Regions from separate parts of the Danio rerio genome. Here region 2 is linked to region 1. Evidence: chromatin contacts called from public Hi-C data. All regions are on one chromosome and are shown on one strand. The core of a region is the stretch at or near the end of the contact, and the rest is flanking DNA. Distances in the headings are between cores, read along the strand shown.

The links. A called contact is a pair of places that touch in the nucleus more often than the background predicts.
Region 2: a Hi-C map of an unstated tissue shows a contact between it and region 1, with 4 times the contacts expected there. The contact joins the promoter of trabd2b here to the enhancer-like site in region 1. A contact is called at or near these places in 3 of 18 Hi-C or Micro-C datasets (caudal fin, embryo and an unstated tissue) and 1 of 4 datasets of contacts at active chromatin or transcription factors (caudal fin).

The regions. Positions count from the first base shown.
Region 1 is chr8:21,667,515-21,672,860 of GRCz12tu, forward strand. si:ch211-120j21.2 (a long non-coding RNA gene) reads left to right here. Exons shown (of 10, transcript XR_002459373.3): 6 at 4,126-4,353. It overlaps trabd2b (TraB domain containing 2B), which reads right to left. Exons shown (of 7, transcript NM_001270477.1): 6 at 4,103-4,348; 7 at 3,787-4,003. The coding sequence ends at 3,787. Among named protein-coding and RNA genes, the nearest start is that of si:ch211-120j21.2, 62 kb to the left of the region's middle. Within about 2 kb of position 2,512, at least 3 of the 62 cell types and tissues checked have an H3K27ac peak or open chromatin away from gene starts, as enhancers often do.
Region 2 is chr8:21,770,196-21,775,541 of GRCz12tu, forward strand. It overlaps trabd2b (TraB domain containing 2B), which reads right to left and starts at 2,614. Exons shown (of 7, transcript NM_001270477.1): 1 at 2,504-2,614. The coding sequence starts at 2,614. All of the region lies in intron 6 of si:ch211-120j21.2 (a long non-coding RNA gene), which reads left to right.

The sequences.
Region 1 (5,346 bases), core at 1,262-3,761:
ATTGATGCAATAATGTGTTTTCCCAGACCTTCTTTTTAAAAGCACTGAAATAATAGCACTTATTTCAAATAATGAATTGCCCTGCATTAAAGGAGAACTCTTAAGAAGTCCTTTCAATGACAGTCCCCCATATAAGGAACAAGCTCCCCTTGCATTTTAGAAACATGTCCTTGAAATCTTTTATTGATTACATGGAAAATAATATTTAGTCTGAATCTGTTACATTTGAAAGACCTTGAGTTTATATCCATTGTGTGCGAAAGCTTTTTCTTTCGTTCTGCTCAATTAGAGCTGCGCTAGATATATTTCCAGAGAGCATTTAAGGGCCCTAACATAACCATTTTATGTATAAAACAATCTATAATTGTAGTAGCAATTGTGATTTGCAACTACATTCAGCATCTTTTCAGTTTGTAGCCTAGACGAGATGCTGAAACCACTCCATCTTGGTCTGGCCCTGATGGGCCTTAACCTTGGACCATATGACCATGCAAACGGGGGCTTTAAAGCTGAGGGGGTCCTGAAGGTGTGTGGGCCAAGTCATGCCTTTCACATTATATGCTTTAACATGGATGGCAAATCCAGCACGGTTAAACAAACTTAACCTTCATTTGTGAAGCGGTGCAACTCAAAGGGCAGAAAACGACTTGTGAAAGTAATTACCGCAAGGGAAAAGCAACAGGGGGAGTAGAGAGAGAGAGCGAGACAGAGTGGAGGTAAAGAACAGAAATCATTTAAGATGAAGAGGCATTTTTAATGAGTTTGCTCAGACATTGATTTTCCCCAGTAATCTTTTATTAATATGCAGTGGGTGTCCTGTCCCCGAGCCCAGGGAGGGGTCACAGGCTGTCAGGACCCCTACTCCCTCAAATAACACCCCAAAGCCCAGGGAAAATGGTATTTTAGCAAAGGCAAACATTGTCCTGTCTTGGCTTAAGGGGCGAAAAAGCTGTTTATTTTAAAACTTGTTCCTCTCTGTCTGGATGAGTAAGGTACTTTGAGGAAGAGCGACAAGAGGATAAAAGAAATGCATAAATCCATCTATAGCTTTGCATATTAATTTTATTTATTTAAGTGAAGTTGTACATGTTTAAACGTCTTCACCTGGTTGCAGTATCACCTTTGATAAAACAAAGACAAACATATTTACAACTGTGCAAAACAAAAAATTGTATTAGTGATAACTGTGTGAATAATAATTGTAATGTGTTGGAAACAATTGAATTATTTCCTTTCTTATATTGATTCTAACCAACTATAATATAATTTAACAATACACATTGTGTTTTGTGTCAGAGCTTTCTTGATTTTTTAAAATGAAAGTTTTTTTTCATTTAAAATTTAAATGGACAAATTTTAATTATTAAAAAGCAAATATTAAAATGACAGTTTTCTAAGCTCACCTTAAAATTAAAAATGTTCCTTAAAATTAGTAGAAAATTGTTTTACAAAAATTACATAATGTAACCTAAGAATATAAAAAATATATACACCTATTAAAATGTTTCAATGTCTCAAAGGTAAAGATTAGATCACGAGTCCGTTCCGTTACAAAGGTGTTGTCTGCCATCTAGCGGCTCAATGGCAGTATCGTAACCCTTGTGCATCCTTAAGGGTGATTATGTTGGCTCTAAAAGTCAAACATATTGTTTGGCAAATAGTATTGAATGTATTTCTGAGCACTGCAGGCCAAATGAATGAATGAATATTGTATAATTATAATTACCTATGAATTATGGACATCAGAGTTTGTTTTGTATTTAAATTAGAAATATGGATGCATGAGGTAGTTTTATTTTTATTTTTTGGTAATGCCTTTAAACATGCATGCTATTTAATCATTGATTAAGACACTAATAATCTTTAAACTTATGACCTGTAACCTTATTTTAAGGAATATAATATTTCCCTATTTATTAAAGACCGCAGTGACAAAACTTTGTCTGTGATCGCGTGTAAAAAAAAAATTCCCGTGGGTTTCCTTCGGGTGCTCCGGTTTCCCCCACAGTCCAGGCATATTGGGAATTGGATGAAAAAAATTAATGTCTGTTTGTGAATAAGAGAGTATATGGGTGTTTCTCAGGCATCCGCGCAAAAAACATTAGAAAAAATGGCGTTTCATTCCGCTGTGGCGACGCCTGATGAATTAAATACTAAGCCGAAGGATATAGTGCTTTTTAATGAAAGAAAGGGAGAGCTTTATAATGCTTTTGACATTGACATTTGTGTCCACTCTCTTCATGACTGTAAAAGGAGGGTTAATGAATACGTCATCGTTTAGGCTACTCATGTCATGTTTTTTATTTCTTTCTGGTTGTTGAGCTAAAAAACGAAAGATAAATAACTACACAACTTGTCCATTAAACGGTGTTTAATATTCCGCATGGTTAATAAGCTATGTGGTATCTTTTGTGTCAAGAACAAATTGAATTCAAAGCCCTTACCTGGCTATTTTCCTTTTACTGATTGGTCACATGACACGCCAGAACACCAAACGCTGAACCAAAGGCGCCATCTTTGAGTTGAGCAACTGTTGCAAACGTGAGTGTAAAGTGTTGGATTTGAATACACTTGCACATGAAGAACAATCAGACGATATTCTGCCTGATATATGTGTTAATGTTTCACAGTAGAAAATTATATTGCTTTTGAGCATGATGTGGGCGAGTGAAGACAAAATTAGCCTAGTTCTGAATTTTCTTTTAGAGCATATCTGAATTGGACAAAATATATAGGCCTAGGCTATGATAAATGTTGACTGTATAATTTATTTTTTACAGTTGGAGAAAGTAACTTTTAAAAGTACTATACAATATTTAGTCACTTTGTTTTAAAAAAAGTAACTAAATGTTTTACTTGATTGCTTTTTAAGCAAGGTAGGCTGTGTTAAAAATGTAACGTTTCCTAATACTGTTTATGTCTCTATTTATTAAATCCCTGAATCAAATGAGCGTTTACAGTTTAACTTGCAGAAGTGCAAAAAAGGTGGAGCTCAAGCTCAAGCTCCCCCTCGCTGGAGCTCAGCTCGCCCAAATGGCTCTGCAGCGAGCACCACTTGGGTTATATTTAACCTAACTCATAATATATTAAGCGCCACTAGAGGGCAGCATAGATGCGTTGAACTTAGTCTCATCAAACCTGAACACATCAAGAGAAAGGACAAATCAAAATTGTTTACATAACTTTGTTGACTTTAATACTTGAGAAATGCATGAAAATATACTCTTCATGAAATAATAAATATAAAATTTCTGTATGAACAAATGCACAATTTACAAAATATAAGTACCATCTCTGTGAACTATTAAGTCATTTAGTTATCTGCCAGTGACCATACCACATAATAGCAGTCTCTATTATATCATACTGATCATTTGGTATATTTGTTTTTGCCCATTTCACTCATCAGAAAAAAGGACATTCATATTTTGCTGTCTGCACTCATGGGGCAAAAGGGTACAGTCATCTGGGAATTCACATAAAAGTACAATCTGATTCTCATGAATCAACTCTGGCCAGAGACATTGCATAAGTATAACAAAATGTTCTAGCTTTTCTCTTATTGTTATTCTTAGCAACTACTATTTTACCAGATGCAACGATTAGAATTACTCACATTCGTGTTGTGTTACATACTGCGGCAACTAATTTATTGTAGGCAGACACCCAAAAATTGATCTAAGCAGTACCTAAATGTACTTAACTGCCATTTATTTTTACCACAGACGAAGTCACTCAGATAAAATTCTTGTTGGATTGTGAGCTTCCAAGAGACCCAGTTCCTCTTTAGGAAGCAAAAAGCAGTTGTGAAATGAGACAGGCCAAAAAACAAGTCAGCGCATATGTTGGGTTTGGAGCAGCGGAGTCAAGTGCGCTGGGGTTTGTGGGCTCACTGAGAGGCTTCAGTCTTTCTCTGAGTCTTTGTTGCTGTTCCTGTCGTATCTGAGGAGGCTCCACCGTCACATAGCCATTGGTTATCCTTATGCTTGGGTGTGGAGTCGTGCTGCGGTCAACATGAAAACAGAAATGTGTTTTTTATTAGTAAAAAGCTTTGAATTTCCTGCCTTGGAAATGTGGTTTCTGCCGAGTGTCATGTCCTCACCTGTCTCCTATGCGCACCCACAGGTCGCTGAACAGCCGAGGTCGACTGTGCGTATGATGGGTTTTACGAGGATGCTTGTAGCGGCCAAATTCCTCTAGCTGGCTGAGACTGTCAGGCAGCAGCATATGGGAGAGTTCTTCCTGGCTGATCTCCTCCAGCTCAGGAGTCTCTGATGTCCATTCTGTCACTGACTCGAAGCTGTCTTCGGTGGGATTCAGTGTGGTCGCCTCCCGCTCAGACCAGCTCCTTGGGTGAGAACATGTGGAAGTTATCAAGCCTGTGGCATCATGCAGAATTTTAATGTGAAATAGTCTAAACAATGGTAGTTTATTAATGTATATTTTCTTCAATATTTATACTGGCAGTTAATGATGCATCATACATCTTTATCATATCAGTTATCAGGTGATATTGGTTATATATTAGTCCATTTGACATTTAATTGGCAATAGCATTTCCCCACATTTTAAACATGGGCTGTTTAAAACTACATGAAAAAATGTATGTGAAGAAAGATGAGTGAATTCACATTGATAAGAGAGTAGTATACAAAGTATCAGGATGACTTATTACTTCCAGTGAGATTCTAAAATGTGCAATTATATTATATTATATTGCATTATATTATATTATTTTATATTATATTATATTATATTGCATTGTATTATATTATATTATATTGCATTATATTATATTATATTATATTATATTATATTGCATTATATTATATTATATTATATTATATTGCATTATATTATATTATATTATATTATATTGCATTATATTATATTATATTATATTATATTATATTGCATTATATTATATTATATTATATTATATTATATTATATTGCATTATATTATATTATATTATATTATATTATATTATATTATATTATATTATATTATATTATATTATATTATATTATTATCCAGCATATGTTTTAAGCAGCGGAAGCCCTTCCAGCCGCAAGTCAACACTGGGAAACCCATACACACTCTTTCACACTCATGGCCAATTTAGCTTATTCAATTCAACTATAGCGCATGTCTTTGGACTTTGGGTGAAACCGGAGCACCTGGTGGAAACCCACGCGTACACGAGGAGAACATGCAAACTCCACACAGAAATGCCAACTGACCCAGCCGAGGCTTGAACTAACCACCTTCTTGCTGTGAGGCGATCATGCTACCCACTGCGCTACCATGAAGCCTTGTATTATATTATATTATAATTTATTATAT
Region 2 (5,346 bases), core at 1,364-3,863, 100 kb after region 1:
CAATGTGTTTTGGTGCATTTAAACAAAACAGATTTATTAAACCGACATATTTATTAAAATAATATTTTGTTCACCAAACATATTTAGAAATTAAAAGATAATACAATTAAATTGAAGCAAAAGAAAAATACAACCTACAAAATTTCAACTAAATTTAAAAACTTTTTTTTTGCTTTTCTTTATTTATTTTTTATTTTTATTTGCATTTAATATTTTTTTATAGCATAGATATTTGGGTGTACTAGTTTTAGTTTGGCTTCAAATTTGGCTTCAGTACTGATTAATCTAATGTATATGCACAAATATAATATTTTATAGCATTAAAAATCTGATTTTAAAAGGTAGATTTGTGAGAGATGTACTCAAAAGTCATTTTAATATTTTGGGGTGGTGAATAATTAATAGAAAGCTAGTGAAAATGCATGTTTCTTTACACCCAATTATGTAAATTAAATTAACTCCCTAGCTCAAATCATGTTTGTACACTGTAAAACCCTGTAAGTTAAAGTAACTCAAACCATTTGAGGAAATCAATTGCAACAAACCATTTAAGTTTAAAAACTAACCCTAATGAGTGCTGTGAATTAAGTAAACCCGATAAATGAAGAGAACTCAAACCAACTGAGTACTGTAAAACCCAACAAGTTAATAAGTTTACAAACCATTTGAGTTAAAAAACAAATCTATATGAGTATCGTGAACTTACTCAATTTAAGTTGAAGTAATGAGGTGTTTAATTAACTCAATACCTTCAACACTGAGTTCAAACCTCTTTTCAATTGAGTAGAACTAACTTTCAGTCAATTTTGAGTTAATTGCACTCATTTAATTTGATAAAGTTGACTGTTTTGTTTTACAGGAAAACGTTCCTGAAAATAACAACTGGTTTCTGTGCATGCATTTGAGGGTTTTAGAAAGTTACTTCGCCTAATTATAATAAAATAGATCTAAAAATGTTTTCAGAAGTGTCTGAAACAAAGAAAGCACTTCAATAATTGTTTAATTCGTTAATAAAGTAGGCTATTTTTCAGTTTTATATATATATATGTCTTTAGCTAATAATGGTCATGATATTAGCGATAATTTATTCATATTTTAAAGGTGGTCAGGCATCAATTTTAGTATGTAAATGGCATGTGACACCTGTGGAAAACTGATCAGCTTTATTGGAGAGAAGCTTGTATACTGAAGTAATATATTGTGAATGAGAAGGTCACGTTCGCAGACCCTCGGCTCTGTTTTATGGAGTAATTTCTTAACCAAAAACAGGCCTCGCAGTACTCGCGTATTATGAGTTATATAAAGAACGCACAGGTCATGTCCTGTACAATGGGACAAATAATGATATTAATCTTCAGGAAAAGATAAGCATTAATTGTCAAAACATATAAAAGGGTAAATTGGCAGAACCCTTGCGTGCATAATGCATTATTTCAACAAAGCCGCATTTCGGTTGCAAACATATACCGAATGAGGGAAAGACAAACCAATCTCTTTTAAGACGCAGGATAGTGGATGTTACATATTTTAAGGAAAGCGTATCTTATGTTTTCTTCCTCGAGCTATGATGAGTGCTCTCCTCCACGAACTCTATGGCTCAGATGAAAGCGAGACGTTAATTGCGTTAAACAGCCTCGCACATTTGCCAAATTTTTAATGAAGTAAATATGCTCGATAACTACTTTAACAGTTCTCGTCTCACTGAAATGTGATCAGTTTACGGGGGTCAGGGATTTTTTTTCGATATAAATGCATTTGAAGTCTGTTCACCCGTGGGGTTCCCCCTTTTTCCTTTGACACATAAGCTGGCATTGCACTGGCAAGGGTTTAGCAGTATTTCACTTGGCAAAAAAAAATCATTTTTTCAGTCCCAGATTTGTGCGAGGACATAACAAGAAATGACAAGCGGTTGGCTGGAGGCCACTAAAATAATTGTTTTAAAATAGTTATTCCGTTAACTCACAATTTAACTAAGATGCAATGAATCTAATATTTGTTCTATAAAATTATTTTTCTATAGCAATTATAATTTTAATGTCATTCTAAAATGTTTTAATATATTCATTAGGATTTATTACCATTATGCAATTGTATTGTTGACATAATACAATACCTGTCAACCTTAGCTACATGTTTTACGTTAAAATAACGATTGCATTAAATAGTTGTGAAATAATGTTCAATGCAGATACAATTATATTTTAAGTAAATGTTGATAGGCTGAGATTGTACAGTTAATGTTGTTTTCTTCATGTAAATACGGCACGTTGAATTAAATCTTTAAACGGATTAGCCAACAATAATAATTTTGACTCATTTGACATGCGGGACATTTAATAAAACCTAACAAAAATTACCCATTAGCAGCGGAGTAGAGTTTCAGCAAATAAACAACGCATCAGTTTCAAATGTAAAATTTTATAATGTACTACATGTCTCGATGACATGAGGAGCGTGCAAGTGCGCGCGAAGCAACTTCAGAAAGTGTGCATGAGAAACTCACCGATACGGGCTTGTCACATTGCCGCGTGCTCTCGTGCGTGTCCCGGGCAGAGCCCACTTGAAAGAAAGCGCATAAAGTTACCAACCATCGCAGTCCCGACTGACAGTTCATTTCGAGACGAGAGGGCACAGGACACCTCGCGCTGCCCTCAGCTCCGGTCCCTCAGTTGTTTTCAAGTTTCTCCGGTTTTCACGGCACAGATAAAGTGTTTTCCGCCGGTGATGATAATGGGCTCACATTTGCAGTCTCGAAAGGGAAGCATTCTGCCCCTTCGCCATTCTCCTGCCCTAGACTTTCAAAGGGATTCGCGATCTCTCTCTCTCTCTCTCTCTCTCTCTCTCTCTCTCTCTCTCAAACTCTCTCTCAGTCTCACTATCTCCCTCTCTCTCCAGCTGTGGAGAGCACAAACTGCGCTGCGCCCCTCAAGTTTCCAGTTTAACTGCGCAGAGAGCGTGAAACGCCTTGAATGTTTCCCCCTCTGCTTGTTTTACAAGAAGAGGGGGAGAGCAGGTTCTTCTATAGAAGCATGCAACATTTTTTAGTAACCGAACAGCTTATGGATCATAGGCTATATATAGGCCTATATATATATATATATATATATATATATATATATATATATATATATATATATATATATATATATATATATATATATACACACACACACACACATAAATAAATAAATACATACATATATATATATATATATATATATATATATATATATATATATATATATATATATATATATATATATATATATATATATATTAAATATATTATTGTTATTATTATTAGTAACATACTGTATAATAAGCTGTTAATGTATGTAAAAAATTTTAGCTTATTTAATTTATGACATTTTGCATTTTGTTAATAACGCTACACGTCAATAAAAAATCTCTAGATTTATTTGACGGGATGTTTCTTTTGCCTGTTTATTTTTCAGTTAGTACGTGTAGTGTAGGCCTATTTTATTATTATTAGGCTGTACAGACATACGATTTTCCCTCATACCACGAAAATGTTGCTTACAAGGCCCCTTGATGTATTGCTAATAAGCTGTTGCTCACAAAAATTACCCACTACAATAAGCATGAACTAAACCTAAAATTGATTGACAATATTTTGGCGTTTGAATCTTTTAAAACCTTTTAGATTGTCACTAAATAATTTAGATTCTTCCATAAAACCCTTTGTTTTACATTTATGGTCGAATTGGATATATTTAGGCCTATTAAATCTATTTTTTATTCATATGGTATTGCAAATTACTATGTAACATTTGCAATCTTGTAGAAAACGCAAACATTTTGTTTTTTTAAGAGAAGCTGTCAACAGCAGTTTCTGCAGCTGATTATTTTCCATGATACATGACAATCTGACATTTTCGTCAAGTGCAGCATTCTATATGGCATAGCCATTGGTCTTTTACTGTAGGTCTAAATGTTTTGTTTCTGACATATTGTACAGTTTTCCCTTAATCCATCACTGTCAACGTCTATTTGACAGTAATGCGTGGTGGCCGTTGACTCGGATCATTTCTGCATTGACATGTACTTGATCGCAGGCGTAGCTATGATTAATGAATCCAAACACTGTAGGAAGTATTGCCTGTTAAAATATATTTTAAGTTTGTTTTTCATTCCAGGCCTCGTTAGGGATGTGTCATTCCGGCCAGTGCGGCTGGAAAATGAATGGTGGTGCTGAAAGCTAGTTGTCGTTTTTTCGCAGTGCCAGCTCTGGTGCCGTGACCCGTGTTATTGTCCGAGTGGATGGCCGAGTGACAGTGTCAAGTAGTGGGCAATTAATCATAGGGATCCTTCAAAACGAGGGCTACATAGAGCTGTGCTGGTGACAGCAGAAAGAGTCGACACAAGAGCCCCTTTGTGTTTCCATTGCGTCTCATTCTCCAGACTCTCCACAGGTCTTGTATGAGGCTCCAATGCGGGCATACTTGCTCTTACCTACTGTATATTTTCTGTCGGCTCAGTGATTGCACCACACTGATTACAGCCTTATATTTGTTTATGCGAGCCTGCTCAACCAGGCCTTGATGATGTGCAGTATCAGTAGGTTTTAAAGCACCACGTTTCAATCTCGTGTTGACTAACGATTAAATTATAGATCTGCTTACAGTCCTGTAATGAACGCTAAAACGCCCCTCCTCGTCGTTTCGCCCACATGCCGTATAGTTACAGTAAGAACTTCGTCTGAATGATAGATAATCCGCTGTAATTGTGTTATTCTACGGCTCATTAAGCGTGTGCGCTGTTTATTTGACTCGCGGTGAATGTCAATTTGAGCCCACATCTAGGCCTACATTCTTTCATTGTGTGTGTTCTGTTATTGAGGGCTTTTCCTTTTGTACTTGTCCTATGTATCACCAGTATGGCAAGCCACTTTGACATTTATAGGCGACATTTGTATCCTTTTTTTTCATGTATCAATTGTTTAAATACCAGTATCTTTTCCATTAACTACTAATTCATGTATGAAACTTTAGTAGCCTACTTATTAAATATATATTAGATTGATAGTATAGATTCATAATACAGATTCTAGTATTTATTCATTAGACTCTGTTTCCTATTTTTTTTACACATTTGATATTTTTGCTATTGATTTGTCATTGAGATATTTTAAATAATAAATAATCATTTACAGTATTTTGACACACCCATGATTTTAATGTCATGCATATAATGGCACTCCATTAACCAAGCTTGAAATATATTATCCTTATAGCACCTAGTCTGATACGACAAACTCATCTAAGTCGTTAAATACATTTATTTTCTTATATTTATTGTTCTTCAAAGCCGAAACAGTCTTTTATA